Linked DNA regions of Zea mays: all the other regions are linked to region 3. Evidence: chromatin contacts called from public Hi-C data. All regions are on one chromosome and are shown on one strand. Each heading gives the region's core, a stretch centred on a gene start, on an enhancer-like site or on the middle of the called end of the contact. The rest is flanking DNA. Distances are from core to core; before and after follow the strand shown. Region 1 holds the start of LOC103649016 (probable serine/threonine-protein kinase DDB_G0276461). Region 2 holds the start of LOC100284576 (ENT domain containing protein). Region 3 holds the start of LOC100193953.

Region 1 (3,700 bases), core at 405-2,904, 130 kb before region 3:
GTCCCTGCAAATGCAAATGAATTATATTTTCTGTCATAGAGATCTGAAATGAAACTTGGCATAGCAGTTTCCCTGAGGGTACAACTTCAAACAGTACAATAAGGACAAAAAGAAAACACAGAATTATCTGTTGCAAACTACAACTGAACAAAGATAGTCCTGAATGCCTTAGACCAAGGAAAACGATCAAGAACAACACCCAAGGATGTGAAAAGGTATCATGCATTAGCAATTAGTTTGCAAACCAAGATGCCAGCTATAGAGCAAACATGAGCTGATTCAACATGCTTTTCTATGTTACATCATTCGACTTGCAAGTTTGGCATTTCGTTAATTGATCCAGTATAACATTGCTGTGAGTATGACATAGATGCAATGTTATGTTCAATCAGTATAAAAGGCAAACTTGCATCTATTTTGTTTTCACATAAAACATAGATAGATTAACGCTGTTAAACAGTTCCATGGAAAAGCAACCACAAAAGCATCAACTGCATAAAAAACACTGTGTACTGCTTGACTGGAAAGTGGACTCACCTGTGAGCAAGAGGTGGCGTCTGGCAATGCATCGCAAAGACAGCATTGCAAACATCCCGGAAGATCAGCGCCACCTTCTCCTCATCAAAGTAACCTGCTCCTCTGCCCTCCAACACAGAAACCAGTGACTTCCCGCAGAACTCCATGAGCAGCAGTGCCTCCCTCATCCGTCCCATGTCCAGTATGGCGTGTGCAACCAGTGTGACCACATTAGGGTGCCCCTTGAGCGACCGCATCACCGTGATCTCCTTCTGGACCAGGTTCAGCGACTCCTCGTCCTGGACAATCACGCGCTTGAGGGCGTACTGCTTCGCTGGGTTTACCAGGTCTCGAGCAGCATAGACAGATGAGAACCCACCCTCAGCAATGGCCTCTCGGACGTGCACCTTGACATTGCCAACATCGACCGTCCGACCCTCGAGGCCGCTGGGGCTGGGCTGCTCCTTGGGGATGAACTGCTTGAGCCTCCACATGGCCGTTATTGCACGAAAATCTTAGACAAACCTTGCAGCACAGAGTGGCCGTTATACTCGGATTGGGGGTTCAGTTGAACCCCAGAATTTATTGGTTTTATTGAACCTGCACGATGGAAAGAACCTGACGGGATCATACATGGATGAATTAGAGTAGGCTTGTTCAGCAGCGCCACCAAAGATTCGGATTTGATTGTATGCTATCACAGAAGATCTCACGAATAACAAAAACGAGACCGCAGAGCAATTCAACCAAAGAGGTCAAGGTTGCTTACCAACAAACGGAGATATCGATCCAGGTCCGGCCGGGTGGATCTGCACTGCACTCCAGACTCTTGTACCAACAGAGTGCAGCACCGCCACCTTCCGCAGAGAGAGGGAGAGAGAGAGAGAAGGAGGAAAGAGAACTTGGGTGGAAAGGGAGGTCTCAGTTTGTCGTGCCCATCGCCAGCCGGTGAGGCCGCCGCCGTCGGGGCGCAGCGGGGGGCTGCGTCACATCGAACAGGAAAGGGAACCCTCTGACGACGAGGCGCAGCTGGGCAGCTGGCGGCAGCGACGGTGGGAGAAGAAAGGAACCCCTCCCCCTGTATATCTTCTGGTGCTTTGGCTTCTGGCTTACCCAATTATATCCACGGCGGATACCCTTTCCTCATCTCCCGTTGACACAGACTTTTCCAACGGTGCCCTTGACCACGAACCACATGTATTAAGATGAATTCAAATGTAATTTAAACTAATTTACACTCCAATATATCTCAACGCATGTGGATTATGGTCAAAACAAAACCGTAAGGTGACGTTTGGAGTGGAAAACCTTCTCTCCGTAATGGGTGATTGGAAAAGCAACTAAATTTTTTTTACAGTTAACTGAAGGCTGCACTGGACGACCCTATGCCTCACTTAACTCTCTCTCTCCTACCCTTCCGACGCTAAATACAGCGCTCCGGCTCCCCTGTGGTAAATCGAGCGGGCGGCTATACATGCATGTTGTAGACGGCGGTGGTGGAGGTGGGCACAGACACATACATGCTGCTGACGGTATAGAAAAGTGGGGAAAATATAATATAATATATGGTAGTTGGTATAGGGTAGATATATAGAGTAATTGTGACCGCAGAGAATTGTTGGATAGAGTAGAAAACCTTGTTGGCTAGGATGGAATATTTCTTTTAGGGTACAAAAATATGGTAGTATGAGTGCGGATAGCCTAACAATCCCCACGGGCCACATCAGACCCCGTATTGGTGAGAAAGGTTGCTCCTCTATATATGGAACCTTTAATCTCTTCTCACACTTTAGTTAATTTATATTTTTGTGATATTAATCCATTTAAGTATCATAACCTGATAATAATGTGTATTAGGGTAGTAAAATAATCTATAATTTTTAAAAACTTTAAAATTAATGAAAAATGGCAAATAACTGAATTATAATATAGAGGTAATGGTTGAAGATGTCCTATATGTAGGGAAGTATCTTTTAAAATAATGTAGTAAAATATAATAAAAAGTATATATAGGGGGAGAAATGTGGGGAGAATGAATAGAGATGGTGAAAGGATTTTTTTTAAACAGGGTCAAGTTACCTTGGAATAGAACATCTCCGAGGAACTCTCTATTTAACTATTTATAAAAATTACACTCTATATATAGCATCTTATTCTAACGGACTCTTCAACATATAAGTTAGTTTGTCTAGCCGGAGTGACTAGCCAAGTTTAGTTGGCTAGGGAGGGGTCAATTTAGAGAGCTAGATGGCTTGACGAGTTGGATAGCTAGTCTATTGGAGAGTTATCTTACTGTTAAGTAGCTAAAATTTGACTTAACGAGTCATTTGATTAGTCTCTTTAAAATGCTCTGGTGACATGATAAGAGAGTTAAAAAGAAAAGGAAGAAAGATGTATCACGAAAGAAATACTACGTAGTCATACGATTATATAGACATTAAAATTTGGACCATCTAAGGCTATCTCCGGCAAGCTATATAAGTGTCGGCGTTTCGACCCTGGGGGGTCCCTGGACCGACGAGTAAATTGTCGCTGCGTGTCCCAGCCCAGATGGGTCGGCGCGAGGCGGAGCACGAAGGGGGAAAGAAACAGGCAAAGGGGAAACCCGCGGCCTTCGTGTTGCCCTGCGCCCAGGTCGGGTGCGCTTGCAGTAGGGGGTTACAAGCGTTCGCGTGGGAGAGAGAGTGAGCGGGAACCTTATGCGTCGGCCCGTTCTCCCGCGCGGCCAACCTTCTCGTACGAGAGCCCTGGACCTTCCTTTTATAGGCGTAAGGAGAGGGTCCAGGTGTATAATGGGGGGTGTAGCAGTGTGCTAACGTGTCTAGCAGAGAGGAGCTAGAGCCCTAAGTACATACCGTCGTGGCAGTCGGAGAGGTTTTGGCACCCTGTTCATGTGATGTCGTGGTCGTCGGAGGAGCGCTTGGGCCCTGTGGAAGGACAGCTGTCGGGGCTGTCGAATATGCTGATGTCTCCTTACTTCCGTAAGGGGCTGAGAGCCGCCTTTCGTCATGGAGCACGCGGGACGCCATCATTATTTGTTTATCAGGGCGAGCCAGATGGGACGTCGGTCTTGTTCCACGTAGCCTGAGCTAGCTAGGGGTAGGGTAATGATGGCCCTCCTTGTGACGTGGTCGGTCCGAGCCCTAGGTCGGGCGAGGCGAAGGCTCCTCCGAGGTCGAGGTCG
Region 2 (3,710 bases), core at 565-3,064, 200 kb before region 3:
TCGCGATTAGGCGCCTGGTCGCTGCTCTAGCTCGACCAGCTGGTCGCCTGACTTGTAAACATTGGATTAAAGCCAGCTGTTTGGACTGCTGCAGCTGTAATCCATAGAGACAAAAACACTGTAGAAGCAGTAGAAGTCGGTACGGATTAAAGCCAAGCAAACAGGCTAGCAATAAGCAATATAACAAGATATTATCAGTTACCAGATTGGCAACTTCAGGTACTTCACCAATTTTCTCTGCAATCCCTTTATTACATTGGCTATTTGGAGATGACATCATGACAGGCACTTATCATTCGTCCCAGAACATGAAAGCTAAAGAATCAGGCTCTAAGCTCGGGGCATGAAATTTATGACCCTAATGCTTAAGTTGTTATAGACATCTAAAGATTATGCAAGCATGGTTTGGCTGCTAATCAAAAAATAAATATTAAATGAAGTAATGCACCTAAAAATTTGTCATTTTACAAACCCAAATACTAAGGTGGTAAATCCTTAAGGGCTGTTTGGCACAGCTCCAGCTCTGCCACAGAAGAATACTGTAGCACGGATTCAGCTCTTCTTTCTAGTTCATTTTTTGCCTCAGTAAGCAAAACAGCTGCTTGCTATAGTAGCAAAAATTGCGTTACAGTGAACGGGAGGAGGAGCCGGCGCCCCCAAGAGCCATACCAAACAGCAAACAGGGACTTAATTGAGTCAAGCCCATAAAACCCATTCAACACCGAATTAAATTTCAGAAACATAACTGAATAGGCATTTCAGCAACATATAAACTGCAGACACTATCAGCGTGCACAAAGCCAGGTATTGTACAGACACAAATTTCTCATGAGAACAACCAGAGTGCCATGCTCCAAAGAGCCCCATATATCAAATGTTCGCCATTGGATACATAATTCAATTTTGCAGAAACAAAGGGAACCAAGAGAGCAAAACCCCATTAAATCTCCAGCTGTCCAGAAAAAAAATGAGGTTGAAACAGACAAATTCAATCCATATGAAGGAAATCGTGCAGTTTTATTTGGCAGCTTGTATTTTCGTGATCCCAAAAACTGAAAATTATACAGAAACCACCCAAATCCACCATGAGAAACTCAATTCACTAATGCAGAAACCAATATTCCTAAGCAATAGTTCACCACAACATCCAACGACGTTTGACTATTTCCCCAAAACAGGTGAATTCCGGATAACTCTAACCCTAAAGTCCTCCCGTCAGGCAAGTTCAAACCCTAGCCCCCAAAATCCATCCAACCACACTGAGGACGCGACCTTGTAGCCCACTCATATTCACAGCCAAGGAATTGGCATTCGCTAGTAAGGAGCTGAAGAAAGCGAAACCATAGGAGTAGAACCCTAGTCAAGGAGGCGGGCAAGGGCTCGAGCTCCCCGCACTCACCGCTGCTGTCGGAGGGCCGGTAGTCCATAGCCTACCGTCGTCGGCAACTCCACCAACCACCACCAACACCGCCGTCCGCCGGTAGTACAACACGCGCGGGCACAGACGCGAACCTGAAAGAGCCAAACGAACAGGGGTAAGCTCCCTCCGCCACGCCGGGGCTCGAGATGCCACCCCAAGGCCGCCACTCGGGCGACGAAGGGTCAGCGAGCGCTCACCTGCGGCGGAAGCGAGGGCGCGGCGGGGGGCGGAATCCGGCGAGATTCTGGGGAGGAGAGCTAGCTGTGCTGCTACTATCGTATCAGGCGCTCCGTTTTCGATAGAGAAAGAGGAAAGATAAAACAACAATCGACGGACTTGCAGCGGATTTTACAGCCGTGATGTGGGTGCATCCTGCAAACGTCGCTGGACCACCGGAAGATCCCACCGTCCACGCGTGCATCTTAAGCCTCGTTTAGTTTTTAAGATATTTAACGTGGTTATAAACATACTAATTTATATCTTAGTTTATAAAAATTGGTTTTCTAGTTTCTTAAAAATCAGCAAGCTAGCATTTCCTAACTAAAGCTAGTTTATAAAAATTGAGGTGGTTTCAAACTTTATAAACTAGTTTTTTTCATAAACAACTTTCTAAAAATTAAAAATAAGAACTAAAATTTTAAAAACTAGGTTGTTTCCGAACATGATCTTAGCCATCAAATTCAGCCACGTCACATTCAATGCATCAGATTGTCCGGACTTAAACAACTCTAAATTTTTACCATAAAAAGAATATTTTATCCTTACCAATGAAATTCTTTACTTTATACCACAATCCCTCATAGTCATATTTACTCCATATCTCAGCCCTATAACAACTACCCCATATTATATCATTTCTTTGCAATTCCCTTCCATTCCCGGATAACTACCTCCTCACGTTTTTTGCACATAGTGACACATGGTGCAGCCATTAGAGGTGGTAATAGGCTCTAGATTTTACACTATAAAATTTAAGGATTGAGTCAGATTAGAATCGAGCTCTATTCCTATTCGTTTTTGAACTAAAATTAATTAAGGGTTCTAATTTTTTGTGAAGAAGAATTTAGATTGTGATCCATTACCACCACTAGCTGCCATATGGAATCAAAGACTCACATAGCAATATAGAATAAAGGAATAGGCACTTTGTAAATGACGTTCTTCATGCCCGCCCCTATTTTACCGTGGCCGGAAACGCTCACCGTTATTCTTTTCCTACTCTATAGTTTACTCTAACTCGGTGCGTAAGGTTCATGACTCTAGATACCCTCAACCCGGGTTCCAAAGAGTTGTATCTATTATAACATCATTATCGATCATAACTTTTTAATGCACAATCTATACCATCATCCTACAGCCATATCAACGACACTCAGCTTTTATTTTTACATACTCGATGTACAATAAAACATAATTTTTAATTCAAATATCGTAAACGAGAAAAAACAGTAAAAAGAATATATAACTAATTCCAAAAAACAATACTGCAAAAAATAAGGAACGTTCATGAAATTCAAAAAAACAAAATCAACTCATGTGGTGCAATAGAAACTGATTACATTCAAGAACTAGTTTCTATTGTAGCACATGATGTTCTTGTACTCGCTACGAGATTAACTCATGTGATACAATAGAAACCGGTTCATCGATGAACGCAAAAGGTATTGTAGTTGGTACTCCACATCGAATTCATGTCTAAATGGAGATGGAACTGTATGAACGTGGGTGAATATACGTGAAAGGAGGAAAGATGAATATGGATCAAAGAAGATAAGGACCTCTATTTATAGGGTGTGAGTTCAGTATTTTTTTCAAATTCAAACGCTTGAAATTGTATGGCCTAATGAGATGTTGACATCTGTCCAAATGTTGGGTGGTATCGACCATGTTCGGTGGGTTTCGACCGTGGCCCTAACACGTCGGTCGATACCAACCAATCGATACAGACCATGTGATCTCCAACGTGGTCGGTATCGCTCGGACCGCCCAGTTAGCAGCCTAACCAACCAATCGGACGCCGACCGGCGCTACGACCGGTTCGGTCGATAGTGACCACCTGGTTCGCCACGCTAGCGATCAAATATCGAGTCATGTTGGAACCGGTCTTAAGAGCATATCTAAATTTTGGAACATCATTTAGAGAGTTATTTGAGTAATGACATATTTAGTTGGTTATTATTTAAAGAGTTACTAAGACACCAAAGAGAGTCATTTTCATGGCTTGGTGATACACGCTAGTGAGGAGCTCTCTTTTGGATGTAAACCCCATAAATTTGCCGGTCGCATGTAT
Region 3 (3,815 bases), core at 489-2,988:
TTAGATCTTCCCCTAGGTATTGGTTCCACTGCTGCATTTGAACGTTACATAAAACATGCTCATAATCCTAGGTTTACTGTTGTTTGTAGACAAACAACCACTAGAGATTTTGTAAAGTTTTATAATGAAAGTCGTACTTCACTAATAGATGTATTGAAATCTAGTGTTTCATGTGTTGCTCTTACTTCTGATATTTGGTCTGGAAATGCTAAGGAAGATTATATTAGTGTGGTTGCTCATTATGTTAATGTTGATTGGGTTTTGGAAAAGAGGGTAATTGGTATGAGGTTGATTGATGTTTCATAATGGGGCTAATATTGCAGATCGTGTTAAAGCTGTTATTGCTGATTTTGGATTGTCTGATAAGGTATTTTCCATCACTTTGGACAATGCATCAGCTAATACAACTGCAATCTTTTTCCCTTCTGACCAAAGGGTTTTTTAATGAGGCAGTCATTGCACAGCTCTAATAATATTAAGTTTGTTTTGGTCAAAAATTGTTTGTCTTCTATTTTGTTGGTTTGCTGATCATATTTGATTGTATGTTTCCAATTTTAGGCTTTTGTGTATTTCGGGCTCGATTCTGTATTCTGGGCTCAATTATGTATTCTGGGCTCGGTTTTGTTTTTCGGGCCCAAATGTGTATTTCGGGCCAATTTTGTATTTCGAGCCTTTACTATTTTTGGGCCGCCTGTTTAAAGCCCGACACGTTTAGCTGAATACGGGCCGGGCCGTGGGCCGAGGGGTCGGCCCGTGGGCTGGCACAGCACGACCTGAATTTAATACTGGGCTGGGCCGGCCCGAAATTAAACGTGCTGGGCCTTTTCGGGCTTGGGCCAGGCCGGGCCGGACGACCCGAATGTACACCTATACATGGGCGGGCACGAGCACGACCCGTTTAAAGCAGGCACGAAATGGCCCATATAGAGGCACAAAATGCCCATATTTATTAAAATCATACTTCATTCCACACTTTTATGTATTTGATAAAGAACACAAAGCTAGAGATAATGTTAGTTAGATGTTTTTTGTAGCTTTGAATTAGAGTATGTGATATAATTTTATTTTTGTTATGAACATTAGATAATGAACTGAACTTGCGAACTTTATATAGAGCTGATTATACTCTTTTTCTTTTTAACAAAATGATTTGTAAACGAGGTAGTCATTGCATAACTCTGGTAACTTAATACAAATATTAAGTTTGCTTTTGTCAAATTTATTTGTCTTATCTTTTATTTGTTTTATTAAATTTGTTTTGAATTTCGGGCTTTGATGTGAATTTCGGGCTTTTATAATTTCGGACCGCCCGAAATGAGCCCGGCACGTTTAAGCAATTACGGGCCGAGCCGTGGGCTAGCCTGGAATTCAAACAATATGGGCCTTTTCAAGTTTGGACCGGGCCGGGCGGCCCAAATGTACACCTATACTTGCAGTTGCCCATGGTCAAACACAGAGTTAAGAGATCAAATTTACATATGTAGGTGACAATTGATTATAAATTCTCTAGAGTAAGACTATTGTTGATAATAAATGTTAGATTAATTCATACTACTATAATTTTGATTTTACATATATTTTACATGTGTGGTTAAATATCATGAAATTTTATATATGCCCATTGCATGATAGAGGTACTGTTGTCGGACCCACCTGTCAGTCAACCTCTAGCCTGTAACCCGTTCCCCAACCTCTCGCGTTCGTGTCCATCTTCGAATTCGAGCTCCTCCATCTTCCTTCACCCTCCTCTCTCTCGCTGTTTGAGGAGAACTACCTGCTCCTGCTCCCTCTTCCGCTCCTCCGCGCTCCCGCTCGCCATCCCCAGGCTTCATTTCGGACGGGGATGGACGACTACGCCCGGGAGATGATGGAGCTGAAGACGCTCGTCACCCGCACCCTCGAGAAGAAGGGCGTTCTCGCCAAGATTAGGGTTCGTACTTACCACTTCTTTCCTTCATTTCCACATCCCTTCATTGATCCGGTGCCTCACCCACACCCCAGGATCTAGCTTTTCCCGCCCTCCCGTTTGGGGATCTACACCTTCGCTTCCGCAATTTCCTTCCCCAAATGCGCGCATATGTTTTCCCCCAATTTCTAATGTGCACATTCTGAGCGCCTTGGCTGTTGGGTAGGTTCTTGTTTAGGAATATGGAAGAATGCTCACGCATTGCTCAAGAAAAGTTTTTTCACCACGTTCGTCCAGTTTGTTGTTCTAGTCGCCATTACCAATTCGTGTGCTCATTTTGGTAAAACTCGTTTGGAGCATATGAGATTGCTCTCACATTGCTGAAGCAAAGACTTACCTCGTATTATTTTGTTGGTCTAGTTGTCATCACCAATTGGTGTGCTCATTCTTGGCACAGTAGGAGCAAACACGTCTGCGTTACTGGAAATTTCGTGTTGTGTTGTGACTACTGTACTTACACTTCTTAGTGCTCTCTTGTGTGTGTGTTGTGGGGCGGGGGCTGTAAAAGATTGTGTGTAACATGGATAAATACATAGTTATAATGGCCACATACTTCTGCTTCCGCCACCTTTCTTGATGATGTTTCTGGCTGCATGACTAGGCTGAGCTAAGAGCAAGCGTGTTTGAAGCCATTGAAGAGGAGGATCGGGTGATGGAGAATGATGATGGCGGTAATCCTGCTTTGCTTGGTAGCTGTAATGACCGGGCTAAGCAACTGCATGCTTCACCTTCAGGTTTGCCTTTCGAATGTGCTGACTAATCGGTTGTTTCAAATATGCCCGCAGAAGCCAAAGCTTGTCTCTGGTTCGCTATCAAAACAAAAGAGAGGGAGAGAGAAAGCTTGTCTCTAATGCTGGCTATGCATATACACACATATATTGACCTATAAAAATTTATACTACAGTTCTGAAATATTCCAGAAGGACAAAGGTTGATATTCTACTGCATGATAATCTTTTCATCGCTGGAAATTCTGACATGTTTGAGCAAGCAATTTAGGACTAAACCTGAAAGATACTCATTTTTTTTCTCCTGATTGATGACTAGCATGAGTCTTTTGATTTGAATGCTTCTGTACCAGTGACAACTCAAAGAAGCATTCCCTTAATGTATTTAGTTGTTAATGTTTAATTGTCTATGTTGTTTTTAAGTCCCATCAAGGATATCTCAAATGTTTAGGGTTGTTATGCTGACCTTAAATGATTTTCAGTACTAAGTTTACCAATGTGTTTTGCAAGCTGCACATAACATGGAATATTTTTACATTCTAGGATTTCTGTTGCTTGCAGGTAGGTTACTAACTGCACTTGTTTGCGAATACTTGGAGTGGGCGCAATTAAGTCACACAATGAAAGTTTACTTGCCAGAGTGTAACCTGGTAACTGGTGACCATTCCTAATATTTCTTTTTTGCATTTCGGGAAGCAAACATCCATTAATGTTCCCCTGTTTTGTTTGTATATCAGCCCAAGGACTTCTGGAAGAATGAACTGAAAGACTTCTCTAACAAAAGTGGAGCTGAAGGGAGCAGGAGTGCTGAAAGTGGTCCACTGCTTTTAGATGTTCTCGAAGGTTATCTGAAATATGAGGTTTATCTCTTGCGTGATCATTAACAGAAGCAAAAATCATCCTTTTGTTTCTTTATGTTTTCCGAAAAAGAAAAAAGGGGGAAAGCTCCTTGTGTAGTGTGCCCAATTCTTTTGTCCCTACTCTAGAAAACTGTGTAGTCCTGTATGGATCAAGGTAACAAATCTCTGGCTATAGGTACCGCTATAGTCAGTTCTAGCTGTTTTAGACACTACACCACTATTTGTACCCACATTCATCTTAGCCTGTTTTAGCCAGGTATT

The links. A called contact is a pair of places that touch in the nucleus more often than the background predicts.
Region 1: a Hi-C map of ear shows a contact between it and region 3, with 2.1 times the contacts expected there. The contact joins the promoter of LOC103649016 here to the promoter of LOC100193953 in region 3. A contact is called at or near these places in 4 of 25 Hi-C or Micro-C datasets (ear, endosperm, leaf and 1 more).
Region 2: a contact with region 3 is called in a Hi-C map of tassel, with 1.9 times the contacts expected there. The contact joins the promoter of LOC100284576 here to the promoter of LOC100193953 in region 3. A contact is called at or near these places in 3 of 25 Hi-C or Micro-C datasets (ear, leaf and tassel).

Annotation. Positions count from the first base shown.
Region 1 is chr2:158,350,898-158,354,597 of Zm-B73-REFERENCE-NAM-5.0, reverse strand. LOC103649016 (probable serine/threonine-protein kinase DDB_G0276461) reads right to left here and starts at 1,654. Exons shown (of 8, transcript XM_020548429.2): 1 at 1,286-1,654; 2 at 538-1,134; 3 at 1-4. The coding sequence starts at 1,010.
Region 2 is chr2:158,418,579-158,422,288 of Zm-B73-REFERENCE-NAM-5.0, reverse strand. LOC100284576 (ENT domain containing protein) reads right to left here and starts at 1,814. Exons shown (of 11, transcript NM_001157471.2): 1 at 1,618-1,814; 2 at 1,400-1,512. The coding sequence starts at 1,427.
Region 3 is chr2:158,217,407-158,221,221 of Zm-B73-REFERENCE-NAM-5.0, reverse strand. LOC100193953 reads left to right here and starts at 1,738. Exons shown (of 8, transcript NM_001359358.1): 1 at 1,738-1,930; 2 at 2,568-2,700; 3 at 3,256-3,344; 4 at 3,432-3,554. The coding sequence starts at 1,844.